Linked DNA regions of Mus musculus: all the other regions are linked to region 2. The links are chromatin contacts, called in public promoter capture Hi-C maps. All regions are on one chromosome and are shown on one strand. The core of a region is the stretch at or near the end of the contact, and the rest is flanking DNA. Distances in the headings are between cores, read along the strand shown. Region 1 holds the start of Akr1c6 (aldo-keto reductase family 1, member C6). Region 2 holds the start of Akr1e1 (aldo-keto reductase family 1, member E1). Region 3 has its middle 27 kb from the start of Akr1c6. Region 4 has its middle 49 kb from the start of Akr1c6.

The links. Promoter capture Hi-C pulls out the DNA fragments that hold promoters and counts their contacts.
Region 1: a contact with region 2 is called in a promoter capture Hi-C map of liver. The contact joins the promoter of Akr1c6 here to the promoter of Akr1e1 in region 2. A contact is called at or near these places in 3 of 39 promoter capture datasets (the 3T3-L1 cell line and liver), 2 of 484 Hi-C or Micro-C datasets (both in liver) and 3 of 9 other capture datasets (adipose tissue, liver and pancreatic islet).
Region 3: a contact with region 2 is called in a promoter capture Hi-C map of liver. The contact joins the enhancer-like site here to the promoter of Akr1e1 in region 2. A contact is called at or near these places in 5 of 39 promoter capture datasets (the 3T3-L1 cell line, the HPC-7 cell line, liver and 2 more) and 2 of 484 Hi-C or Micro-C datasets (liver and nephron progenitors).
Region 4: a contact with region 2 is called in a promoter capture Hi-C map of liver, with 16 times the contacts expected there. The contact joins the enhancer-like site here to the promoter of Akr1e1 in region 2. A contact is called at or near these places in 13 of 39 promoter capture datasets (the 3T3-L1 cell line, 3T3-L1-derived adipocytes, cranial neural crest and 7 more), 36 of 484 Hi-C or Micro-C datasets (the AML12 cell line, the BV-2 cell line, the Ba/F3 cell line and 15 more), 6 of 115 datasets of contacts at active chromatin or transcription factors (a beta-TC-6 cell line, bone marrow-derived macrophages, embryonic stem cells and 3 more) and 1 of 9 other capture datasets (pancreatic islet).

What each region holds. Positions count from the first base shown.
Region 1 is chr13:4,432,868-4,435,678 of GRCm38.p6, reverse strand. Akr1c6 (aldo-keto reductase family 1, member C6) reads right to left here and starts at 1,336. Exons shown (of 9, transcript NM_030611.3): 1 at 1,205-1,336. The coding sequence starts at 1,288.
Region 2 is chr13:4,607,830-4,610,590 of GRCm38.p6, reverse strand. Akr1e1 (aldo-keto reductase family 1, member E1) reads left to right here and starts at 1,427. Exons shown (of 10, transcript NM_018859.2): 1 at 1,427-1,506. The coding sequence starts at 1,468.
Region 3 is chr13:4,405,599-4,408,493 of GRCm38.p6, reverse strand. No RefSeq gene overlaps it. Among named protein-coding and RNA genes, the nearest start is that of Akr1c6, 27 kb to the left of the region's middle. Within about 2 kb of position 1,548, at least 4 of the 459 cell types and tissues checked have an H3K27ac peak or open chromatin away from gene starts, as enhancers often do. A contact at or near this core is called in liver, where this site is marked.
Region 4 is chr13:4,383,525-4,386,351 of GRCm38.p6, reverse strand. It overlaps the pseudogene Gm9973. Among named protein-coding and RNA genes, the nearest start is that of Akr1c6, 49 kb to the left of the region's middle. Within about 2 kb of position 1,256, at least 6 of the 459 cell types and tissues checked have an H3K27ac peak or open chromatin away from gene starts, as enhancers often do. A contact at or near this core is called in hepatocytes, kidney and liver, where this site is marked.

The DNA.
Region 1 (2,811 bases), core at 87-2,586, 170 kb after region 2:
GTCAACAATATCATAAAAAGATAACATTATGAAATTAGAAGATGGCTAGGTATCATCAAAAGTTGTTTGTCAAAAGGAACTTGAGGAGATAGTGGTATAGTATAAAGTCTTTTACAACGCCATTTTGCCTGCACAGCAAATATTAAAACTTTCAGCAGGATGTATGTTCAAAAGAAGAGATCTATATCTAGGAAATTAAGAGCATCATACAAAAAAATTACCCACATACATGCCCTCTTTTAAGCTTCAATTTCTTATTTTGTAGGAATTGTGATTGGAATTAAATTACATTTTTTGTCAAGTAGGATAAATTTTAATTAAAAATACAGAACCGCATTAAAGGATAAAAATGTAATGGTACTGTAGTAAGCACATAAGAAAGTTTATTTTATAGTATAAAGTTGAAGGCAAAAAGTGGAATATGTTTCTCCAGGGTTCATTGTCTTCGAGTTTCTATTCCTTTGACAAAACACCATGACCAAAAGCAACTCATAGAGAAAAGGGTTCATTACATCTTACAACAATAATGTCACACTCCATCACTCAGGGAAGTCAAGGCAGAAACGCAAGGAACTCCTGTTGATGGAATCAGCTATTGCAAAGGCAATAGAGGGGTGCTGCTTACCAGTTTCCTCTTTTTGGCTTGCTTGGTGTGCTTTCTTATGGAACTCAGGACCAGCAACCCATTGATGGCATCCCCTATAATGGACTGGGCTCTCCAACATCAATCACTAATTTAGAAAATTCCCTACAACTTGATATTATGGAGGTATTTTCTTAATTGGCATATCCTCTTCTCAAATGACTTTAGCTTGCATCAAGGTGATATAAAACTACCAAGCATATGAACAAGAACAGCACAGTTTTGCAGCAGATAAAGCACTTTTCAAAAATATACTCAGGATCAGTGTTGCTCAGGCAGCGCTCTTAGCTGTATTTCATTTTCTCTCCCTAATTGGGATGGAGAAAAATGAAAGGAAAAACTAGTGCTCACAATAATCTGGAACTAGGCTCTTGGATAAGTCCCTGATGCTGAATGTCATCTGCCTTTTCCTTGCACAAGGAAGAACTCTAGACTGCTAAAACAGAGAATTAGGTTAGCCCTGAAGAATCACATCAGAATTCAATGACTGTGCATACCATATCAACCCACCTACCAAATTCTCTCTTTGTTTCAACTCTCAACCCCAATTGCTATCATTACCTCTTGAGGTGCATAGGTACCAAACCCCAGTATAGGGATGAAGTGACCATCACTTAGACGCACTGTCTGCTGCTTAGAATCCATGGCTTCTCAGCCCACCAACTGAGAAGATACTATTCTGGCTTCTTTCACAGGACAGCAAATAAATGCTTGGCCTTATCCTAGATGTCCTTGTAATGAGTAACCAATGCAGTTTGTTGAAAAAGATGAAAGCAGCTTTGCACACATAAAGAGGAAACTGGAATGAATTCTGTTTTAAATTTCTGTGATTTGTTTATTGTTATTTTATGTTTATAGGTATATTTCTACATCTATATCATGCACTACAAGCATGACTAATGCCCATGGAAGTCAGAAAGTGCATACAATCTTCTGAAACTGGAGATATTGATAGTTCTTAGTTGTATGCTGGTGTTGATGATCAAACCCAGGACCTCTGGAATAGCAGAGAGCACTCTTAACCTCTGAGCCATCTCTCCATCCCCAACTTTCATGGATGAGAAATTCTTAAGATAATTAAAAAGCTGGAATGCAGCTCAGTGGCAAAAACCTTGCCTATCGTGTCTACAATGCTGGGTTCATTCTAAACATCATAAAGAAAACAAAAGAGAAGGGTAGAGGAGCAGAGAGCAAGGGGAGAAAGGAAGGAAGCTACAAATGATTCCAACTATGAAATGCTGCATACCTGTGCTGGTGGTTATAAAGATTCTTGTTATTAAAACAATTACCTATCTTATAAAACACACTTGTTAATATGTATATATAAACAGAGACTATAAATACAACTAAACATTAAAATAAATTATTAACAAGTGTAAGAACAGAAAAAAAAGAGAGCTGAACATATCCATTTGTAAATTACATCTTGTATCTTTCTTCTCTATATCTCATTAGAATACCCAGTGACACAGGCACAATTCTTACAAATATGCAGTGGAAATTGCCTTATTTAAGTGCCCAATCAACTTTTTACCAAAAACAATTTACAACATACACAAAAGAATCATAAAACAATTAATGATATTTTTGAAATTCAGTAAATACATCTGCGTGTTTATGGCTTCATAACTACTTAGGTTTGAATGACTTTGAGCTTGTTAATTTCTGGAAAACATTAGGAGAGGAATCTGCTGTCTCACAGAACAGACCTAAGTCTCTGAATAACCAATCCATTTCTACTGCACAACTATTGAGCCAAGTTTCTTGGTCCATGTAGACCTACCTAATTACATACCAATAGCTGTCAGTCCTACATTTTAAGTTAGAATCATGCTACACAAAGACATGGACCCTCCCTGAAGGTCTTAACGTCAGAAAGGGAATGGAGAATAAAAAGAAAGGTTTGCGTAGGTTGACTGAGAGTTGAAGAATAAAGGATAATTCACTGTAACTTTACTAAGGAAAATGAGTTCCATGGAGAAAAACAAATTCCCATTCAAACAGGGTCCTGAAGATATTTTTACATAAGTGCAGGATAGTATCATTATCAAAACAAAATAGCTAAGACATATTGCTCAACTGTACTGAAGTTTCAATGTTATTGATCTTTTCTTCTTTGATCATAGGCCTTTGAAGTTGGTCCTAAAGTTGTGGATACAACCATAACA
Region 2 (2,761 bases), core at 178-2,677:
ATGTTTTTCAAGTATTTACATCTGTAACATTGGTTTCTGCTAAATTACTACCTAAGAAATCTGAAATGACCATTAAAAAAGAAGGCATCCCTAGATCAAACTACCCTTTTATGAAATGATAGAAATCATTTAAAGATAGGACAATATTTCTATAGATTTATGAACTGAAAGTGTAAGTGTCGCTATGAGTAATAAAAGCTTATCAGAGAGAGAGAGTACTAATAATATTGAACATCTGAAAACACATCCTCTTGCAAATGGATACTTCCATGTTAATCTGCATAAAGATCGAAAGCTACAAATAGTTGTCTGACCGTTAATGGCTTAACTTTGCCATTTTTACAAAATATAAATAAAAAAAGAGAACTGGAGAAGATGTAGAGTTTTCCACATCCACAGTGCATCTGCCATGAGCACTTGAAAAACTCAAACAAATGAACAGATGTGTAATATGGCAACAGAGAAATTAAAATAACAAAACAAAACTTTGGGTTGAAATTGTAAAATTGTTGAATTCTGCTAAGTTTTTAATAAGTTATTAACAAACATAGTGAAGGATACAAAATTCTAAGCACTGTAACACGCAAATCTTCAATTTTTCTAATCATCTTAGTAATGCTAATATTTTCGAAATAGCTATTTACCTTTGCGTTTATGGGCTGGTTTTCTGGTTCCTTCTAGATGTTTCAGCTTGTGATTTTAGGATTATTGCCAACTGAATAAGACCTAAAAATCACCTGGGAGACAGTCTTGTAGGCATTCCTTTGAGGGATTATCTTGTGGGAAGACCCTTGGGTTTTTGTTTTTGTTTTGTTTTGTTTTGTTTGCAATTATAATTACATTTCTCTCTTCCTTTTCCTCCCTCAAAATCTGCCTATATACTATTTGCTCTCTTTAAATGACCTCCCTTATTATTAGTTCTTATTACAGTGAATAATCTTCCAGAGATGTTTAATTTTTAATCTTGATTTTTTTAATTCCATAAGACACACCTTAAAAATGATATTCAGATTATATTTCCTCTATTACTAAAATGGCAATCACCTCAAAGTAGCACTCATCATCATTGCAAGGTTCAAGACAGCTGATATAGTCAAACCTGTTTTTTCCAGGATACTAGAAACGATCATCAATCTAAAACATCTGATGTCCAGGAAATATCCTGAACCACAGCCTGTTTGCAAGAAGGACAGAGCACTGGATCTGGGCTTTAGGCAGGTTGCTCGGAGACGGAATTCTTAGGATCATAGAGGATTTAGGACAGAGATAAAGCACAACCAAACCCAATTGCTTAGGTCCCCTGAAAGATGGACTATGCTCTCAGCCAATCAGAGCACCAAGCGACCTCTCCATCAGCCAATTAAACTGCCAGAACTCCAGCCTATCACGGCATTTCCTGAGGTCCCTGGAACGCTCTCTGGCCGCTAAAGTGCAGGAAGAGGCTGAGCCTTTGAGCAAAGGGGAACCATGGAAAACATCCCTACAGTGGGCTTGGGCACCTGGAAGGTGAGGACACACTCCGGTGTGGGTGGGGCTAAGGGTCCCGGAGCCTGATGAGTACATGCTCAAAAACAGCCAGGGGCACGGGATTTCTTTTGCCTAGGGTGATTCCTTCCAGACCCGGGCTCTGATTAAGGTTTTCCCCCAGACGGATTAGAGGAGAAGTTGGACTCTCTCTCCTGTGATCCTAAAACACCCTGCTCCCTGCGAGGATTCAAAGCTGTTAGACTAACTTTAAATAAAGCAGTGTGCTGTTAACCTAGCCTTGTGTGAGCTAATCACGGACCCCCAGCCTCCGAAAAATCATTTATGCCTAGTGGCACTCATCTTGGCACAGCAAAACCGAGTGTGTGTCAAATGGCCACAAGGAAGCGTGCTACTTTGCATGCTAAAACAAACCAAATAAAAATAATTAAATAATTGCACCGATGTAAGTGTAATGTCTACTTCTGGAGTCCACTAGCGACATTAGAGATATTTGCGAGTAGTTACACTGCTTGCTCAGTTGATTTTGAATGTAGGGCATAATGAACGTGAAGTTGAATAGTTGAATAGGCCTGTCTGACTCTGGGACAAGTTGTGGGGGAGGGGGAGGCATGATCAAAATTTGTTTCTTTTTATGGTTTGGGGGTTTTGTTTTGTTTTGTTTTTGATAAAAAAGTAAATTTAAAAATTCTGTTTATAGGAAGGTTTTCAAATAAATGTTTCTCCAGAATTTTTTGTAAAAAGGATGGGATTATTATTATTATTATTATTATTTTGGCAATTTGGTGATTTGAGTGTTCTTTGGTACCACATAGTGAATGCTGAGATGTGAGATGAAAGAAATGTCAATAAAATAATAAATAAATAAAACTGTGTGTGTGGGGGGGGGGGAATCACCCTCCCAACACAATTGAAGCATTTAATTCTATCTCCTGAAGACACAGGAATATGACTTTCAAAATATGTGAAGGCAATGGAAAACCATAGCAAATGTGACACTGACTGATGATCTTAAATAATGTCGCTATGCTAGATATGTATATCCCCTTGATCCAATAACCAAGTCATTTAGGACAAAGCAAGGAAGAGATCAAATTCAAAGCTACCTTGAGCTACACTTTTCATATTTGATGGAAATGTCTGTGTCTCACTAAGCTTTTCCTGTGTGTACCCTACAGATATTGAGTGAGTCCATGTGTGTGATACTTGTTTTATGTTTACAGTTGATTCATGCATCCCTGGGTGCTAAATATCAGACCGCTTCCTGCCCCAGCTG
Region 3 (2,895 bases), core at 299-2,798, 200 kb after region 2:
ATAACTAAAAGAACTAAAGACCAAGAATGCAAACTTCCAAAATTGTTCATGGAATTGAAAAGAAGTTTCTCAGGAGAAGAACTATAATTTGCTAGTAAACATTTTTAGAGTGTCAACTTCATCATCTACCATGGAAACGTAGATTAAAAATACTTTAAGGTTCCCTCTTAACCCAATCAGAACAGCCATCATGGATAATGGAGATAACAGTAAATGCTCAATTGGGATGTGGGGAAAAGAGATTACATATTGTTAATTGGAGTGAATAAGTGTTGTAGACCTTGTTGTCCTTTGGGCATGCCACAATCAATGCCCCTTGAAATCCAGCAATTATGGGCAATTGTAAAAAACAGAGCTATATTGGGCCTATAACAGTTAGGTAGGTAAGGAGGGACTTAGGAGGCTCGACCCTCCCTAAGGATATGAAGGCAGTTACTGGTCTCTAAAGGGAGAAGAGTTAGTTTTTTAAATATTTTTTCAGACAGTATATTTTTATTACATTATTTCTTCTCCAACTCCTCCTAGATCCTCCTCATCTACCTGCCCATCCAACTTCATGTTCTTCTCTCTCTCTCTCTCTCTCTCTCTCTCTCTCTCTCTCTCTCTCTCTCTCTCAAAATTAAATAGTAATAGTGAAAACTAAATTAAGACAAAAGAACAAAAGGAACACACAAACATACACAGAGGGAGACAGAGACAGAGAAACAGTGAGACAGACAGACAGAGAGACATAGAGATACAGAGCCAGAAAGAGCCAGAGAGACAGATACAGAGACACAGAGGGAATCTGTTTGTGATTGGCTATCTACACGGGGCATGAGGTCTTCAGCCTTGGCGTGTGGTTAACGTACCAATGATACTCCTTTGGAGAAGTTTTATTTTTTCCCTTTCCGAACAGCTAGCAACTGTAAATAGTTTCTTGGTTAGGGTTGGGACTTTTTTTACTTCACTTTTTAGTGCTGTGAGTTTGTCTGGCTAAAGCCTATCCAGGACTTGTGCCTGTTGTCATACTCTTTGTAAGTTTATTAGGAAAACAGTTTCCTTGGAGTCATTTATCATTAGTGGATGTTATAATCTTTGTGCCTTCTCGTTTACATATATCACTAAACCTTGATGGGAGGGGCTTGATAAATAAATCTTATTTAGGGTTGAGTGTTCCATGTCTTCTACTCTGCACATTGATGAATTTTGGATCTATGTGTTAATTTCCATCTACTGAAAGAATAAGCTTCTCTGGTAAAGGTTCAGTGATACACTGACCTATTAGTATAGCAATATGTCATTAGGAGTCTTTTTATTACTGTTTCTTTACGAGAATAGTAGTAAATTTCCCTTCAGGGCCTATTACCTATCTAGTCATGGGTTCTTGCCCACTTTCATAAAGCCAAATATGAGCTCAATTTGATGGAGTGGGCCTTAAGTCCAAATTCTACGAAGTAATTAGTCTCTGCTGCACCAATATATTTTGCAGTCAGCTCACTGTTGTAGGTCACTGGTTTGTAGCTTCTTGATGTTAATGATTACTTTCATACCTAGTAACATACAAACTACTTTCCTGTTCCATGAATGTTAGTCAATAGGGGTGAAGGTTCTAGCTGGGCACCAGCTTGATTTGTTCATGTTAGATGATTACTTATATTTTCAGCAAAATGGATATGCTCTCAATAGAAAATTTTATTATCCCAGCTGCAGACAGGGGTCATGTAGTAGAAGAAAACTGTTGAATTAAATCATCCTGTATATTTTAAAGATGTAGTCTTTAAAACTAGTGTATTCTTACACTAAGAAATAGGTTTTGTCTTTGTTTCCATAGGAGAAGAAAAGCTGTGGATACCATCAACATTGATAAAGATTAGCTTTGAACAGGGGAAACCTACTGAATAAGGAGAGACAATATTTCATCAGACAGTGTAGTCATTCAGTCCAAACTAACTTATAAAGACTAACAATAGCCGGACGGTGGTGGTGCATGCCTTTAATCCCAGCACTTGGGAGGCAGAGGCAGGCGGATTTCTGAGTTCAAGGCCAGCCTGGTCTACAAAGGATAGTCAGGGCTACACAGAGAAACCCTGTCTCAAACCCCCCCCCCCCAAAAAAAAAAAAAGTTTAACAAATCCCTTTCATTCTATCAGCCATGAGAAAATAATATTTTCAAATGATAATTACCAAAGACACATTAGCCTTTCTGGCATTAAATGCTTTTGAGTTTTCTTCTTAAAGAAATAGGATATTTTTGTTGTTTGATACTAAAAATACAGTTAAGAGTAATTTTAAGTAATTTCAAGTAATTACTACAGTTAAAATATATTTTCTAAATCTCTAAAAGTTTGGGTGAATTACAGCTAAGATAAAATATTTGAGCAGGATGGTGGTAGCTCATGTCTTTAATCTCAGCAGAGATGGGTAGATCTCTGTAAGTTAGTTTTATAAATTTTAGACTTACAGTGAACAAGGTGGTTATAGCAAATGCCTTTAAGCCCATCAGACAGAAACAAAACCCAGATACAGTTCCTAATTGGTATGTTTCCACACTAGAGAAATCACATGTCACATGTACAGATTATTATAAAATTATTATTATTATGGGGATAAGAACAAAAACCAGCTTTTGTGACTGTTGGTAAGCTCATCTCTGTGCATGCAACCCTGACTGATCTTGAAATAAATGATATCCTAATTGTGGATATTGTATTTATTGGTGAATTAGCAACTGAGGACTCTCCATAAAGCAAAAAGGAGTCCACCAATATTTGCCTATTGGTTTTTCTTGAAAATGACTTCCATATACAGAGAATAAATAAGAATAAATATTCTTTCTTAAGAAACAACCCTGGACCTTTTACCAGGCATGGAGAACCTTTTACTCAGTCATTGCCAGAAACCCTATGGTCATAA
Region 4 (2,827 bases), core at 7-2,506, 220 kb after region 2:
AGTCTCAGAAGAGAGAGCTATATCTGGGTTACTTGTTAGATTTTAAAGATACCTTTTCAGGACTAGTAGAAGCATTCTCCACCTGGAGTCAAACTGTTCAAGTAGTACCTAAAAATCTCCTCCAAGAACTGGTCTTCTAATTTGGCATCCTCCAAGCAATGGGGTCAGACCATGACCTGGCTTTCATAGCTAAAATCTTTCAACAGCTAAAGCTTTAAAACTTCATCTTACATATAGACCTCAGTGATAACAACAACAACAAAAAATGTTAAAATAAACTAACAAAACTCTCATTAGAGTCCAGCAAAGATGGAGAGGCCTATTACCTTGCTTTGATTCAGTGTGCTACACCCCATATAAGAAGGAATTTACCCCCATCCCCCAAGGAGATTATGTCTGAAGACCTCTTCCCATTGCTTCCTAGGCTCAGAAACCAAGAGTTGGCAGAACTCTCAAGCCATTTCTTTCTCAAGTCACTATAAGCACTTTAGTCCTCCACAAATTAGAATGTCCAAGAGATGCAGCCAACCTCTGAGTCTACCACCTGTTTCCTCTTGTTCCAGTATGATGATACTGTCTGGGTCAAGCAGATAGCTGAGGAGGAACTAAAATTAACTCAGAATGGAAGCCATATGGTGATTCTTTCCACACTTATGGCTGTGTAGGTGGCTGGCATTAAACCCTGGATTCACCATACCCAGGGCAAGAAATTGAAATGGATGGTGCTAAATGAAGTGTCTCTGATGACAAATCCATGGAAATTAATATATATTTGTGTCTCTAGGTCCTTCCATTCCCTGATGCTCTACCTCCTCCTAAGGCATGTGTTTTAAACTTTGGGTATGAGCACAGGGTCATGGTTCAACCACACTAAGGCCTAGACTAGGAAGAGAGGAAAACAGATACAAGGATTGCATTAGCTAGTATGACTATAGACCAGCAATCTAATAATATTCCATCTTCTCTCTCTCTCTCATATATATATATATATATGATATAAAATTTTAACTTTGAGATAAAAATAGCATTTATAATTCTATTCTGTCCTCCAGCTGGGCCCTCCAGTTACCAGAAACAAGGTAACTTCCATTTGTAAAAACTGGGGCCATAAAACTGAAGATTCCTGAAATTTTTCTTTAAAAGGATTCTGGCCTTTGGAAAACAGGAAAAAAAAATACTGCAGAGTCAGATCCTATGCCACAGGAATAGACCCTGTCATAAAGTTAATCATTCCTAGCTAAATAAAAATCAGCCACAGTTTCTGGTTATGCTTGAATACCTAGCCAATGAAAGATCTTGGCAAAATGTAAAAGGACACAGAAGCCCTGAAATTGGCAAGATAGACGTCATTGTTAGCAGAACTAGCTTCACTGATTTAGAAAAATAGAGGTGCACAATGCTTTGGCCACTCCTTGAACCTGTGTGTCTGCCAATGTTTTGACCAGGTGTGTGCCCATTGCTGCACCTTCATTAGACTCTTTCCTTGTACCCCTCCCATACCCATTTCTTGAGAATAGACATTGTTTAGATCTGGAAATCCCCTACTCTCCTCCTTCTCCTTTCCCCTCTGAGGGCCTATAAAAACTGGGAACTCTTTCCCCTCGAGGTCGAATCCTCTACTCCTGCGTGGGATATGAGTCGTCCCCAGAGCTCTGGCTTTCCCCGAATAAAGCCTCATGTGGTTTGCAACAAGCTCGGTCTGTCGTGAGTTCTTGGGTGTCTGCTATTTTCCTGAGGCCTGAGCGAGGGGCTCCTCTCGGAGTCTTTCACCACTATACAATATACAGATAAGAGCTAATGATTCTGTCAACCCATTGACTGGCAAAACTCACTATGGCTGGGGGCAGCCCAAATTAATGTTATAAGACTTACAAGGGGATAAAACTTGTCTAATGTCTGAAAACTTTAACCTAGGCACATACCCTTATTCTGATGCCTGCTATTCTCCTTCATGTGTAAATTCAAATGGATAACATTACTGGACCTCTGAGACAACTTGGTCGGCATGTAGCAATGGTTTGACTAAACATTCCTCTTCTGATGTTTTCCCTGCTGAGTACACCTATTGATCAGGACCTGAGTCCTTACAAAACAGCAGTTATATTCTCTAAAAGAAATTGTCCAACAAATCTGGAGAGATTTATACATACTTCTTATGAGATTAAAAAAAAAACTATCTCTAGCTTTGAAAGAAAACCTATTTCTATCCTAATTATTCAACAGTAAATTAAAAAAAAATCTTGCCATGGTTGGGAAATAATTTGTGCCATTATCTGCTCTCTTGGTCTCCCTGAATAACTACTCTGCTGTTACTACTTGCTGAACTTTTAATTCTCATTCTGATTGGATAACAGCATCTTAAACTAAAACAAAATAAGCCCATGATGTTACTCAATCAGTGTATTAGTTAGGGTTCTCTAGAGTCACAGAACTTATGGATAGCCTCTACATAGTAAAGGAATTTATTGATGACTTACAGTCTGCAGCCCAATTCCCAACAATGGAATGGAAGTCCAAGGATCTAGCAGTTACTCAGTTCCACATGGCAAGCAGGCGAGGGAGCAAGAGTGAGACTCCCTTCTTCCAATGTCCTTGATATTGTCTCCAGCAGAAGGTGTAGCCTAGATTAAAGGTGTGTTCCACCACACCTTTAATGCCGGATGACCTTGAACTCAGAGATTTAATATTCTGGAATCCATAGCCACTATGCCTCAAGATCTCCATACCAAGATCCAGATCAGAACCTTCTATCTTCAAGCCTCCAGATAAGGGCCACTGGTGAGCCTTCGATCTCGATTGTAGTTCATTCCAAATATAGTCAAGTTGA